Linked DNA regions of Mus musculus: region 1 is linked to region 2. The links are chromatin contacts, called in public Hi-C maps. All regions are on one chromosome and are shown on one strand. Each heading gives the region's core, a stretch centred on a gene start, on an enhancer-like site or on the middle of the called end of the contact. The rest is flanking DNA. Distances are from core to core; before and after follow the strand shown.

Evidence for each region. Hi-C and Micro-C count contacts between places; a contact is called where the count stands out from the background.
Region 1: a contact with region 2 is called in a Hi-C map of bone marrow-derived macrophages, with 15 read pairs. The contact joins two enhancer-like sites. A contact is called at or near these places in 1 of 15 datasets of contacts at CTCF or cohesin (large pre-B cells) and 1 of 484 Hi-C or Micro-C datasets (bone marrow-derived macrophages).

Annotation. Positions count from the first base shown.
Region 1 is chr12:85,727,274-85,733,680 of GRCm38.p6, reverse strand. No RefSeq gene overlaps it. Among named protein-coding and RNA genes, the nearest start is that of Flvcr2, 16 kb to the left of the region's middle. Within about 2 kb of position 4,115, at least 10 of the 459 cell types and tissues checked have an H3K27ac peak or open chromatin away from gene starts, as enhancers often do. A contact at or near this core is called in bone marrow-derived macrophages, where this site is marked.
Region 2 is chr12:85,312,416-85,318,811 of GRCm38.p6, reverse strand. Nek9 (NIMA (never in mitosis gene a)-related expressed kinase 9) reads left to right here. Exons shown (of 22, transcript NM_145138.2): 11 at 3,088-3,232; 12 at 4,210-4,410; 13 at 4,584-4,630; 14 at 5,711-5,866. Among named protein-coding and RNA genes, the nearest start is that of Nek9, 24 kb to the left of the region's middle. Within about 2 kb of position 1,616, at least 5 of the 459 cell types and tissues checked have an H3K27ac peak or open chromatin away from gene starts, as enhancers often do. A contact at or near this core is called in bone marrow-derived macrophages, where this site is marked.

The sequences.
Region 1 (6,407 bases), core at 2,866-5,365, 410 kb before region 2:
TAGCAATAGCTGTCCTCAAACACATCAGAAGATGGTTGTGAGCCACGATATGGGTGCTGGGAACTGAACTCAGGACCTCTGGAAGAGCAGTCAGTGCCCTTAACCTCTGAACCATCTCTCTGCTAGTTTCATGGCTCCAGTTAACCAACATCAATTGTCTCAGTTTTATTTCGATGGTGCTGGTCTCTTGTAATTAGTTGACAATTTGGATCCAGCTGACTAGCACAGAGTCTTAATTCAAAATAGCAAATATGCAGCTGGTGGGGGTGTGGGAGTGGCACATGTCTTTAATCCCAGCACTCTCGGGAGGCAGAGGCAGAGGCAGAGGCAGAGGCAGAGGCAGAGGCAGAGGCAGAGGCAGAGGCAGAGGCAGAGGGAGAGGCAGAGGGAGAGGCAGAGGCAGAGGCAGAGGCAGAGGCAGAGGCAGAGGCAGAGGCAGAGGCAGAGGCAGAGGCAGAGGCAGAGGCAGAGGCAGAGGCAGAGGCAGAGAGGCAGAGGCAGAGGAGGCAGAGGCAGAGGCAGAGGCAGAGGCAGAGGCAGAGGCAGAGGCAGAGGCAGAGGCAGAGGCAGAGGCAGAGGCAGAGGAGGCAGAGGCAGAGGAGGCAGAGGAGGCAGAGGCAGAGGCAGAGGCAGAGGCAGAGGCAGAGGCAGAGGCAGAGGCAGAGGCAGAGGCAGAGGCAGAGAGGCAGAGGCAGAGGAGGCAGAGGCAGAGGCAGAGGCACAGAGAGGCAGAGGCACAGGCAGAGAGGCAGAGGCGCAGAGAGGCAGAGGCACAGGCAGAGAGGCAGAGGCGCAGAGAGGCAGAGGCAGAGGGATCTCTGTGAGTTTGAGGCCAATCTGGTCAGCAAAGCCAGTTCCAGGACAGCCATGGCTACATGGAGAAAGCTTGTCTTGGTATGCAGCAGGCCTGTAAAAGCTTTAATTCTCAAGCTTCCTTCCAAGCTTTTATAAGGCAGGCCACCATCACCTGCATTTCTCTCAACTCCTCTCCTCCAGGTTCCCACAGAACCACTCACCAAGTTTTGAACAATCCTGTTTTCTGGGGGGTTTTTTGTGTGTCTTTTCCACCCAAAGCTCCAAAGTCTTTCCACAGTTCTTCCAAAAACAACACGGTCATGCCTGTCATAGTCATGCCCCATGATCCTGGTACCAATTTCTGTCCTAATTAGGGTTACTGTTGTTGTGATAACACATACAGACCAAAAGCAACGAATGTGGAGTTTGTTTGGCTTACACTTGCACAACACTGTTCATCATGAGGGAAATCAGGGCAGGAGTGCAAGCAGGGCTGATCCTGGAGGCAGGAGCTAACCCAGGACCACCTGCCTCAGGATGGCATGACACACCATGGACTAGGCCCTCCTCCTTCCATCAATAATTAAGAAAATACCCTACAGGCTTGCCTGCTTGTAGGCGTTTTTCTAACTGAGGTTTCTTCCTCTTGGATGACTATAGCTTGAGTCAAGTTGATGTAAAACTAGCCAAGATGGGTTTTACAATAGGAATTGTGTATGTTAGAGGCAAATTTTGAGGACTAGACCAAGAAGCCACTGGGTTGATTTTGGCCAGAATGAGGCTCACATTTACTGAGAGGGTTGCTATTCTAAAGAGGATTAAGACCCTTTATCCTCCTTCTATTCACCACATAGTGCTGAGGTGTGGAAAGTCTTTTGGGGTACCACTTGGCAGGAGTCTGACATTGGCTAAGGGCAAAGAAGTGGGCTTCAGACAGGAATCTGACATTGTCCTAGGACAGGGAAGTAAGCTCAGGCAGGAATCTAACTTTAGGCTGTGATAGGAAAGTAGGATAAGGCAGGAATTTTAGTCTTAGGGTGGAACTAGGACTCAGGCAAGATTTTTGGGCTTGGAGGAGAAAGTGGGCTCAAATATTTCGGTCATTATGATAAGCCCTTTGTAACAACTATCAGGAGTAATCACAGGATTTAGCTTGCCCAAAATACTTGCATGTAATTAAAGTGGTATTAAAAAGTGGGTTGGAGCCGGGCGGTGGTGGCGCACGCCTTCAATCCCAGTACTTGGGAGGCAGAGACAGGCGGATTTCTGAGTTTGAGGCCAGCCTGGTCTACAAAGTGAGTTCCAGGACAGCCAAGACTATACAGAGAAACCCTGTCTCAACCACCCCCCCCAAAAAAAAGTGGGTTGGAAAATAAAAATTTGCCTTCAGTCTCAGAATTGACTGGGGTTACCCTACAATGTTGTGTGTCTTTTTTCTTTTTAATCCTCACTCCCATGCTGGAGAACCTGTTGACTGACTGAGCGGGCTTGGTCACTGAGGCCCGTGTCTGAAGGGGAAAAGAACACTGGCTTTCTTTCTTTTTTTTTTTTTTTTCTTTCAATTTTTTATTAGGTATTTTCTTCATTTACATTTCAAATGCTATCTTGAAAGTCCCCTATACCCTCTCCCTGCCCTGTTCCCCTACCTGCCCACTACCACTTCTTGGCCCTGGTGTTTCCCTGTACTAGGGCATATAAAGTTTGCAAGACCAAGGGGCCTCTCTTCCCAATGATGGCTGACTAGGCCATCTTCTGCTACATATGCAGCTAGAGACATGAGCTCTGGGGGGTACTGGTTAGTTCATATTGTTGTTCCATATAGGGCTGCAGATCCCTTCAGCTCCTTGGGTACTTTTTCTAGCTCCTCCATTGGGGGCCCTGTGTTCCATCCAATAGATGACTGTGAGCATCCACTTCTGTAGTTGCCAGGCACTGGCATAGCCTCACAAGAGACAGCTATATCAGGGTCCTTTCAGCAAAATCTTGCTGGCATATACAATAGTGTCTGCGTTTGGTGACTGATTATAGGATGGATCCCTGGGTGGGGCAGTCTCTGGATAGTCCATCCTTTCATCTCAGCTCCAAACTTTGTCTCTCTAACTCCTTCTTTGTTCCCTATTCTAAGGAGGAATGAAGTACCCACACGTTGGTCTTCCTTCTTCTTGATTTTCTTGTGTTTTGCAAATTATATCTTGGGTATTCTAAGTTTCTGGGCTAATATCCACTTATCAGTGAGTGCATATCAAGTGACTTCTTTTGTGATTGGGTTACCTCACTCAGGATGATATCCTCCAGATACATCCATTTGCCTAAGAATTTCATAAATTCATTGTTTTTAATAGCTGAGTAGTACTACATTGTATAAGTACCATACTTTCTTTATCCATTCCTCTGTTGAGGGACATCTGTGTTCTTTCCAGCTTCTGGCTATTATAAATAAGGCTGCTACGAACATAGTGGAGCATGTGTCCTTATTACCAGTTGGAACATCTTCTGGGTATATGCCCAGGAGAGGAATTGCTGGATCTTCTGGTAGTACCCAATTTTCTGAGAACTCCTCTTTCACGGTTCAGGTGTCACGGACCTGGACAAAGAGAGAAGATCCAGAAGGAGCTATGTGCAGGGAGTGAAAGCGGGGAAGTGCTTCTGTTCACCTGCCCATTGATCACACTCATGTCCGCATTTCAGTTGAGACTGAAATCACTAGGCAGCCACACATTTCAGATTGAGGTGACTCCTCACTGCCATAAAGGTCAAACACCCTGTGCTGACACAGCTCCCCCTCCCCCACCGACTTGAGTCATTGTGTCTGAATGACTGTGCTGACACAAACGGGCCTCAGCTGGTGAATCCAACGGACAGAAGAAGTGGGGCACGGGGCAGGGCAGCCTGGCAGAGCAGAGACACTGGGCACAGGGGTTTTCTCTGCTCTGTGACCAGAGAGCTAGCTGGTTGCTTGATGACTAGAGCCGAACACGACAGTACAGAAATTAGAGGACTTGCCATAGAGGAGGTATGGGATGAACTTTGACCCTCACATCAAATGTCTTCAAGGTGATATGTGGAGGCCAGGTGGAACCCCCAAACTGTTGAGAGCTTCCTGTCAATCATTTATGACTCCCTTTATAGTGAGCTTTGGGGGTGCCCAGAGAGGTGGAAGCTTACATCCAGAGATCACAACTGTGCACCCCACTCCTGGCAGAGCAAGGAAGGTATGACCATTGGCCGGAACTTCAATGGTCAGCTCAGCGTGAAACAGGGACCAAAAATTGGCACGTGCAGTTCTCCATCTTATCGCTAGGTGGCAGCACTACCTAGGTGCTGTCCCCGTGGTTCTGTGTACAATGTGGAGCTAGAGAACCTTCCTTAGCGTTTCAAGCCTGGCCCGAAGATCCCAGCTTTGGGGTCAGCGCAGGCCAGCCTGAGTCCTGTGTTCGCACTTAATTAACACGGGCAAACCAGGTAGCGTCTTTTGAGGCTGTTTCTGTATCTAAGATGAGGGTTACAACAGTTCCTGAAAACATCACGAAAAGAAAAATAGGGCCAAAAAGGATGCCACCGGCAGTCTCTGCCAACCCTCGGAGCACATTCACATCCCTCCCCCATTGCAGTTATTTTTATTATTTTGTCCTTCACACTCACCCCAATGCTCACTTCAAACAAGCATATGAAAGCATTTTGAGGTAGGGAGAGAGAGGGCAGGATTGCCATCACTCTGAAACTGTAAGTCCCTTCCCTCTACAGGCTGACTTGGTCATTATGTCTCATAACAGCAATAGAAAAGTCACTAATACAGAGGAGGGAAGAGGGACAGAGGGACAGAGGGACTAGGCCGGTGAAGAACAGCAGAGTCCCAGAATCTTCTGCAAGGGTGCACCTTCAACGACCTAAGGAGCTCCTCTTGACCCTTGTATTTGGTTTCGGATCAAGGACAAGAGACCCAAGTGTGGATCTTACATACCAAAGCAGACCTGGCCTCCAGATTCTCCCAGAATCCCTCAGTCTCTACCTGGCATACCCTGCCCCCAACCTTGAACTTTCTAGCCCAGGGTCTGGGCTTTGGCTGTCGTGTCCCCCCCCCCCCCCAATCTCTTCCCTGTAAAATCCAGACATTTTCATCTCTTTTTTTCCTACTCTCTCAAAATGTTGAAATGTCATTGCAAGTCACCTCAGGCCCTCTTTCTTATCTTCATTGAGTTTATTAATATTGAACTCCAGATTATAAAATGAGTAAAGTCTTTCTGACTTTGAGGGGTAAACTTGACGATAACCCTGCCTAAAAGAGCCACGGAACCCATGGGATATCTGGGTTGCAGTTTTTAAGACATTGGCATTCCCACTTGTGATCCGGCCAAGCTTTTTTTTTCTCACACTTGGCACTGCAGTATTTGGCGGTTCGGCACAGAGAACACCACACCATCTTTTCTTTCTTTTGCCAGGGCTTCAAAAAGGTTAAAAGTAGACAGCGGCAGCTGAGAATCATCTGTGATATGTTATTTGTCCGCTGCCAGGGAAATGAGCCAATTCAAGTCAGATTATATTATATTAAAGTGGGTTTATTGAGAAGCTGCTCTCGGGCAAATTCACTGGCTCCAAGGATTGAGGCCAGGGGAGTCGCCATGGTGAGGGATATGGGAGGATGCACAGGAACACACACACACACACACACACACACACACACACACACACACACACAGAGAGAGAGAGAGAGAGAGAGAGAGAGAGAGAGAGAGAGAGAGAGCAAAACGTTGGAAGGGAAGAGCCTGGGGAGGGGTAGGGGCAGTGTTGGAAAGTTCAAGGCAGGGTTTGCCAGGTAGGAACTGCGGGATGCTGGGAGAATCTGGAGACACAGTCTGCTTTGGTATGTAAAATGTGTACCTCTGTCCCATGTCTCTGGTCTGAAACCAAACGCCTTGAAGAGTAAAGCTTCCACTATATTCCAATAACGTCATCCTGGAGACCAAACCTTCAGTTGTAAAGCTCTGGGGTTTCAAATCCCCAGCCATTATTTAAAGGCAAGCAGCTGTATTTGGTGTAGGACGGACCAATGCGCCTGAAGCTAGAGGCTGAGCTCAGCTTGTTGTCATGGTTCCTGCTAGAAGCAGTAGTGGTTGTCCAGGTCGGCTAGCTGCTCTGGGGACTGGTGCATGGTTAGCAGAATGCCTGGCTTCTAGTAGGGCATAGGCATCCCAGAGCTCACTCAGGGAGCCCTGAGTGTCAGGACCCAGTGTCCCTCTATGGGAAACCCATATATAGCCACTATCTTTGGTTTGTTTTAAAGATTTGTTTATTTATTTAGTTCATGTATGTGGGTACACTGTACTGTCTTCAGACACACCAGAAGAGGGCGTCAGATCTCATTACAGATGGTTGGGAGCCACCATGTGGTTGCTGGGAATTGAACTCAGGACCTCTGGAAGAGCAGTCAGTGCTCTTAACTGCTGAGCCATGTCTCCAGCCCTGTCTTTTGGTTTATGACTTTGCTGGAACAATATGTTTAGCTCACAGATACAAGGGAAGGTACAGAAGGTAGCAGGAACCTGGACAGCTACACGAGTTCCCTGGTCAGGGCTCCTCCTGTGGTGGTGAACTGGCCTCACCCTTCCTTCTCT
Region 2 (6,396 bases), core at 367-2,866:
TGGGATCTGATGCCTTCTTCTGGTGTGTCTGAAGAGAACGACAGTGTACTCACATACATAAAATAAATCTTTTTTAAAATAATCTTTTTAAAAATAATTTAAAAATCTTTTTAAAATTATTAATGATTATATTAGTAATCATTAAGCTCTTTTATAATAGGATTGCCATTAACTCCTTTCTGATGTCAAAGCTGCATTGAGAAACTCTCCAGTCTTCAAGTGTCAATCAAATGTTAATTGCTTCTGAGACAGCTAGCAGGAATCTACAACTTAGAGCACATTCCAACAGGCTGTAAAACAGTTAACCAAAAGTCATACGAAGGGGAACTAAGGATTTAATATAAGTGCAAGGACAGAAGATAAAATACTGACTGGGTTTATCTATATAAAACTTCACAGCCTGGCAGTGGTGCGTATGCCTTTAATCCCAGCACTCGGGAAACAGAAGCAGGCAGATTTCTGAGTTCGAGGCCAGCCTGGTCTACAAAGTGAGTTCCAAGACAGCCAGGGCTACACAGAGAAACCCTGTATCAAAAAACCAAAAAGAAAAAAAGAATCATTATTAGGGCTGGAGAGATGGCTCAGTGGTTAAGAGCACTGACTTCCAAGGTCCTGAGTTCAAATCCCAGCAACTACATGGTGGCTCACAACCATCTGTAATAAAATCTGATGCCCTCCTCTGGTGTGTCTGAAGACAGCTACAGTGTACTTATATGTAGTGAATCTTTAAAAAAAAAAAAAAAAAAAAAAAAAAACTTCACTAATAACTTAGTCACAAAAATGATAGTTTTTCACTTTTAGTGAACCTGTTGAGCTAAGTAGTGAAATGTTTAACCAGATAATTTTTGTTTTGGTTTTTTTTTTGTTTTTTTTTTTTGAGACAGGGTTTCTCTGTGTAGCCCTGGCTGTCCTGGAACTCACTCTGTAGCCCAGGCTGGCTTCAAACTCAGAAATCCACCTGCCTCTGCCTCCCGAGTGCTGGGATTTAAGGCGTGCACCACCACTGCCTCGCTCAGATAATTACTCTTAATGGATATACATGTAAATATTCTCCGCTGTAAACTTCTTATTCAATTTATGGTTTAAATTTATGTTTGAAGTTCTAGTGAATTTTTGTAAAAAAAAAAAAATGGATGCTTGCATAAGCCACGTGATCTCTTCTTCTAGGAAGGTCCAAAAGACTAGGAAACATTGTATTGGAAGGCATAGCATTGGAAGGCATAGCATTGGGAACAAGGGCATTGTTACATCAGAGCAAAGGAGAGAGCAAGATTAGAAGGAGAATGCAGAGTGGAGTAACTTAGAAATTATAAGGCAACTTAAAAAAAATGAGCAATGTGCAGAATGCAAAGGGGAAGAGGAAAATAGAAGAAGCTGCAGAGAGCAGAAGGAGCAGGCAGGCTTCTCCTTACCACTCGACAGAACAGGTCTTTTCTTGATAGCAAGGCAGGCTTCATCTTACTACAGAGGACAAAGCTTTCTTCTTACAGACTTAAGTTTACTTCATTTAACAACAAAAGGGCAGAAGCTTCTCCTTTCTCCGTGCAGTAAAGATTGGAGCTCATTTTTCATGCAGAATGAGTTACTTCCTTCTGCACCGGTGCTTGGTCTCTTGCTCCATATGCATATGTAAGTATGGATGTGTGTGTAATTATGAAATAAGTAGCTGGACCCAACTGGTTTGAATAGAGACATAAGAATGTGCAAGCATGAATTTGTACATGAACTTATGTGAGTTTATCCATATTTGCTTGTGTAAAAGTTTTTCTTTCTGCAAGCAAGACTCTTCTTTGGATTCAATAGAAGTTTATTGCCCCAGCCTGACAAGAGAGGCATCTGGACAAGAGGGGAAAGGCTCTAGCAATTAATCCTTGACTTAATCCCTGCTGTTTTAGGATGAGGTCATAAACGCCAGAGATGCAAGTTTCTGGCCTCAGAGGAACGCAGACAGGCAGGTCAGCTACTGCAGCAAAGTGACCAAGACTTAAGATAGGTGAGCTGTTATTATCATTAAACAGCAACCTTAAATAGCCAACACTCCCTTCAAGATGCTGACCTTTAAGAGAGAACCAAGAAAGCAGAACAGCCAGGGCAGCCCCCCTCCCCCCCGCCCCCACCAACTTCTTTGATGGAACCAAAATCTCTGTTTTATTTCCCCCTCAGTTTTGTTTTCTTTTTGATATAGCTATATTCCTTATAGCTGTTCTGTGCTTTGAGGAAGGTAACCAAAATTTATAAAACTTATAGTACATGTTGTTTTTAAGAGATTGTACTCATTTAGAAAATGTTCTGTTTAGTTTTTGTCAACTTGACACAGGATAAAGGGAACCTCTCAGTTAAGGAATTGCCTCCATCAGATTGGCACGTTGTGGGGCATTTTCTCCGTTAATGACTGATGGGGGCACAGCTCACTGTGGCTGGTGCTACTCCTGGACAGGTCGTCTTGGGTGCTAGAAGCAAGCAAGCTGAGAAAGCCCTAAGGAACAACCAGTGAGCAGTGGTGCCTTCTGCTTCAGTGTCTGACTTGACTTCAGTTCCTGCCCTGGTGTCCCCTGCTGATAGACTGCAAACTCTAAGCTCTTTCCTCTCCAAGGTGCTTTTAGTCATGGTATTTATTACAGCAACAGAAACCAAATTAGAGCAGAAAGCAACCGAAGTATACTTCAATGAACTGTCCATCATCACCCACAGTTCACCTCACGTAAGATAAGACAGAATTTGCAGTTTGACCTGATGCCTGATGGATATGAATCTGGATGTGTTTTAAAATCTTCTTTACATGTAGCTGTGGGGTTATGTTAATCATTAAAATGCTTTGTCCTAGTGAGGCATAGTGGTGTCCCAGTCCTCAAAAGGCAGAGACAGGCAGGCTGCCTAGCCTTTCTATACAGAGAGTTAGTTTCAGGACAGCTAGCAATATATAGTGAAACCTGTCTCAAAAATTTTTTTTAAAAATTTAATCCCCTTACCCACTTTTGTCTTTAAATTTTCACTATTTTTTCTTACTGTTTTTCTTTAGAAGTAGGATATTAAAGATTAGCTTTTAGCATGAAAAGTTAAATTTCACAAGATGTCTTTTTTTAACAGAACATGCAAGGGGGCACTAAACTTCACGGTCAGCTAGGACATGGAGACAAAGCTTCCTACCGACAGCCAAAGCATGTAGAAAAGTTACAAGGGAAGGCTATCCACCAGGTGTCGTGTGGGGATGATTTCACTGTCTGTGTCACAGGTAAGCCACGCATGAACAGCATCCTGAGTACATTTAACATGGAACATAATACAATGTCGGGTGATATTTTATAGCAAACAACTACCTCCCCCACCCCAAAAAAGACCAGAGACACTTAGGAAATAGACTGATTAATAACAGCGTTCCGAGGCTTGGGGAGAGCCGCTCAGTGATGCAGCACTAGAGCAAGTAAGGCCCTAAGTTCCGTTCCCAAAACTAAGACCAAACTTCCCAGTTGCCTACTGTGTGAAAGAGCGATGAGCAAGGAGAAAGGTGAGTAACAGAAGGCTGAGATACGAGAGAGCACTACGTGTTCTGCTTTGTGGGAGAATACTCTATTCTATCCACCTATTGGATGTCACAAATGCTGATGATGAAGAGGGATTTTTCTTTTCTTTTCTTTTCTTTTCTTTTCTTTTCTTTTCTTTTCTTTTCTTTTCTTTTCTTTTTTTTTTGACTTTTCGAGACAGGGTTTCTCTGTGTAGCCCTGGCTGTCCTGGAACTCACTCTGTAGACCAGGCTGGCCTCGAACTCAGAAATCCTCCTGCCTCTGCCTCCCAGGTGCTAGGATTAAAGGCGTGGGCCACCACTGCCCAGCTGGAATTATTTTTTTTAATTTTATGGCTATGTGTGTATCTAAGAGTGGGTTTGCGCATGTGAGTGTTATACTAACTACAGAGGCCAGGAGAGGTGCTCAGATTTCCCTGACACTGGGTTTGAGTTATGAGCTGCCTGGCGTGGGTGCTGGATATCAAACTGGGGTCCTTTGGAATAGCAGTTCACATTCTAGTGCCAAGCTGGCTCTCCAGTCCCATTGTTGGTATTTCTGTCTACAAAACAGGGAAGGCTCCAGGGAAGTTTGAAGATCATTTAGCATAATAATCTTACAATTATTTAGACTGTTGATTACAGTACTACTACTACCACATGTGGCTCCTTAGTAATCCTTTCTGTGATGGTTTTCTTGCCTTTTGCAGATGAGGGTCAGCTCTACGCCTTTGGATCAGATTATTATGGCTGCATGGGAGTGGACAAGGTTTCTGGCCCTGAAGTGCTAGAACCCATGCAGCTGAACTTCTTCCTCAGCAATCCTGTGGAGCAGGTCTCCTGTGGGGATAATCATGTGGTAGTTCTGACACGAAACAAAGAAGTCTACTCTTGGGGCTGTGGTGAATATGGTAGGTGAAGCCTGTTCCCTCCACTTCCCCCAGGTACTTAGCAGGATGTCAGTCTTTGAGCACTAAACACATCAAGTAGCCTCTGGCTAGGAATATAAGTTCAGAAAGCGTTACAGAGTATCCTCCTAGAGAGGAAGCCCTTGGTGTAATGCCTGCCTTCTTGTGTGTTTCAGGACGGCTGGGTTTGGATTCAGAAGAGGATTACTATACACCACAGAGGGTAACTAAGAAGCAGCCTCTCCTACAGCCTGTCTAAGACATAGACCAAAAAGACATCCTCTCTCCCCGACTGCTCAGAGCAGAGTGTTTATTTCTGAACTCTATCTTGTCTAGGAGACTAACAATCTAGGATTCCTGATTTAGCACTATGTGGTCTTGTCATCTAAATCACAGAAAATTGAGAAAATGGATACAGCTATTATGGACCCTGGAGTCACATCTTACTGAGACATGAAGTTAAAATCAGCACATAAAACAGAAAGTGTCACAGACAGCTAAATCTCCCTAAGAAAGGATGGTGGGGATGATATATATCATGCCAGCCTTGCATTACTACAGTGGAACGCCATCTGAGATTGTTTTTGCTTAGACGTTGTGCAGTAGGAGACATCATATCTGATTACTGTCAGGACTGCCAGAGCGGGCTTTGTAAGAGGCTCCCAAGACCTGAGTCAGCTGAGGGATGAGCACAGCCACACCTCTCTGACATGCCTCAGGGCCCAGGCTTACCTGATCCTGGAAAGTCAGCTACCACTAACTACAGCACTATACGACTGATGGTTGCCAAATTTTATTTCTATTCTAAGATTAAATGGTGCATATAAAGATTGTCTTTAGATTCAACCATTCTACTTGTGAAAAGAAACTAAGGCTTGAGGTTTTATTCATATCCATGGCCCTATCTGACATCTTTCATTCTACAACCCTGTCCTGTGAGCTGTAGAAGGATATGGAAGTCCTAGCTACACTTTCTAGAAGATCGAGATCCTCCAGCTGCTGTCTTTCTTCTAAAGCTGTCAAGGAGCCCTTCCTCTCAGAAGGCAAAGCCAGCTAGAGATCAGAGCTACCCCCTTCCCTGCTTGTCTGCATAGTCTTCCCTCTACAGAAGCCTTCTCCAAAGGTGTAGGAGCCATTCCTCAAAGAGACTAACCGGGAGCATCCGTCCATTCATCTGCAGCCTGTGTCTTAGAAGACTTGAGCTCTGCATTAGGAAGCATGAGCTCCAGGCTGCTGGGCAGCAGGATGGCGGAACTTGAGGCTTATTTTCTAATATGAATTATCTACTTGGGATTCCTTGCAGGTGGATGTTCCAAAGGCCTTAATCATTGTTGCAGTTCAATGTGGCTGTGATGGGACCTTTCTGCTCACTCAGTCAGGCAAAGTGCTGGCCTGTGGACTCAATGAGTTCAACAAGCTGGGGCTGAATCAGTGCATGTCTGGAATCATCAACCATGAAGTGAGTGGCCCTTGAGGTTTTAACCATGTTGCCAGGATGCTGGGTTGGGATTTCTTTCGTATTATAAGTTAGTGACCGCGGAATTTAACTTAAGAATAAAGTAATCTGGGGCTGGAGAGATGGCCCAGCGGTTAAGAGCACTGACTGCTCTTCCAGAGGTCCTGAGTTCAATTCCCAGCAACCATATGGTGGCTCACAACCATCTGTAATGGTGTGTCTTCTGGTGTGTCTGAAGACAGCTACAGTGTACTCATAGAAATAAAATAAATCTTAAAAAAAAAAAAAAAAGAATAAAGTAATCTCATAGACATTATGTTCAGCAAAAGCAGCCAGCCACAAAAGAGTTCACAGCATGTGAGATTGCATTATGTGAAGTTCAGGACAGGCTAAATGAACATGATGACAGTAGTCAGATCTTTGTGGTGTTTTTTACTATTATATTTCTTTTTCTTTGTTGGGGACATGAATCTTAATAAAAACTTAGGTGAATCACCTAAGGGAATGGTCTGTCTGGAGCAGGGTGATGGTTT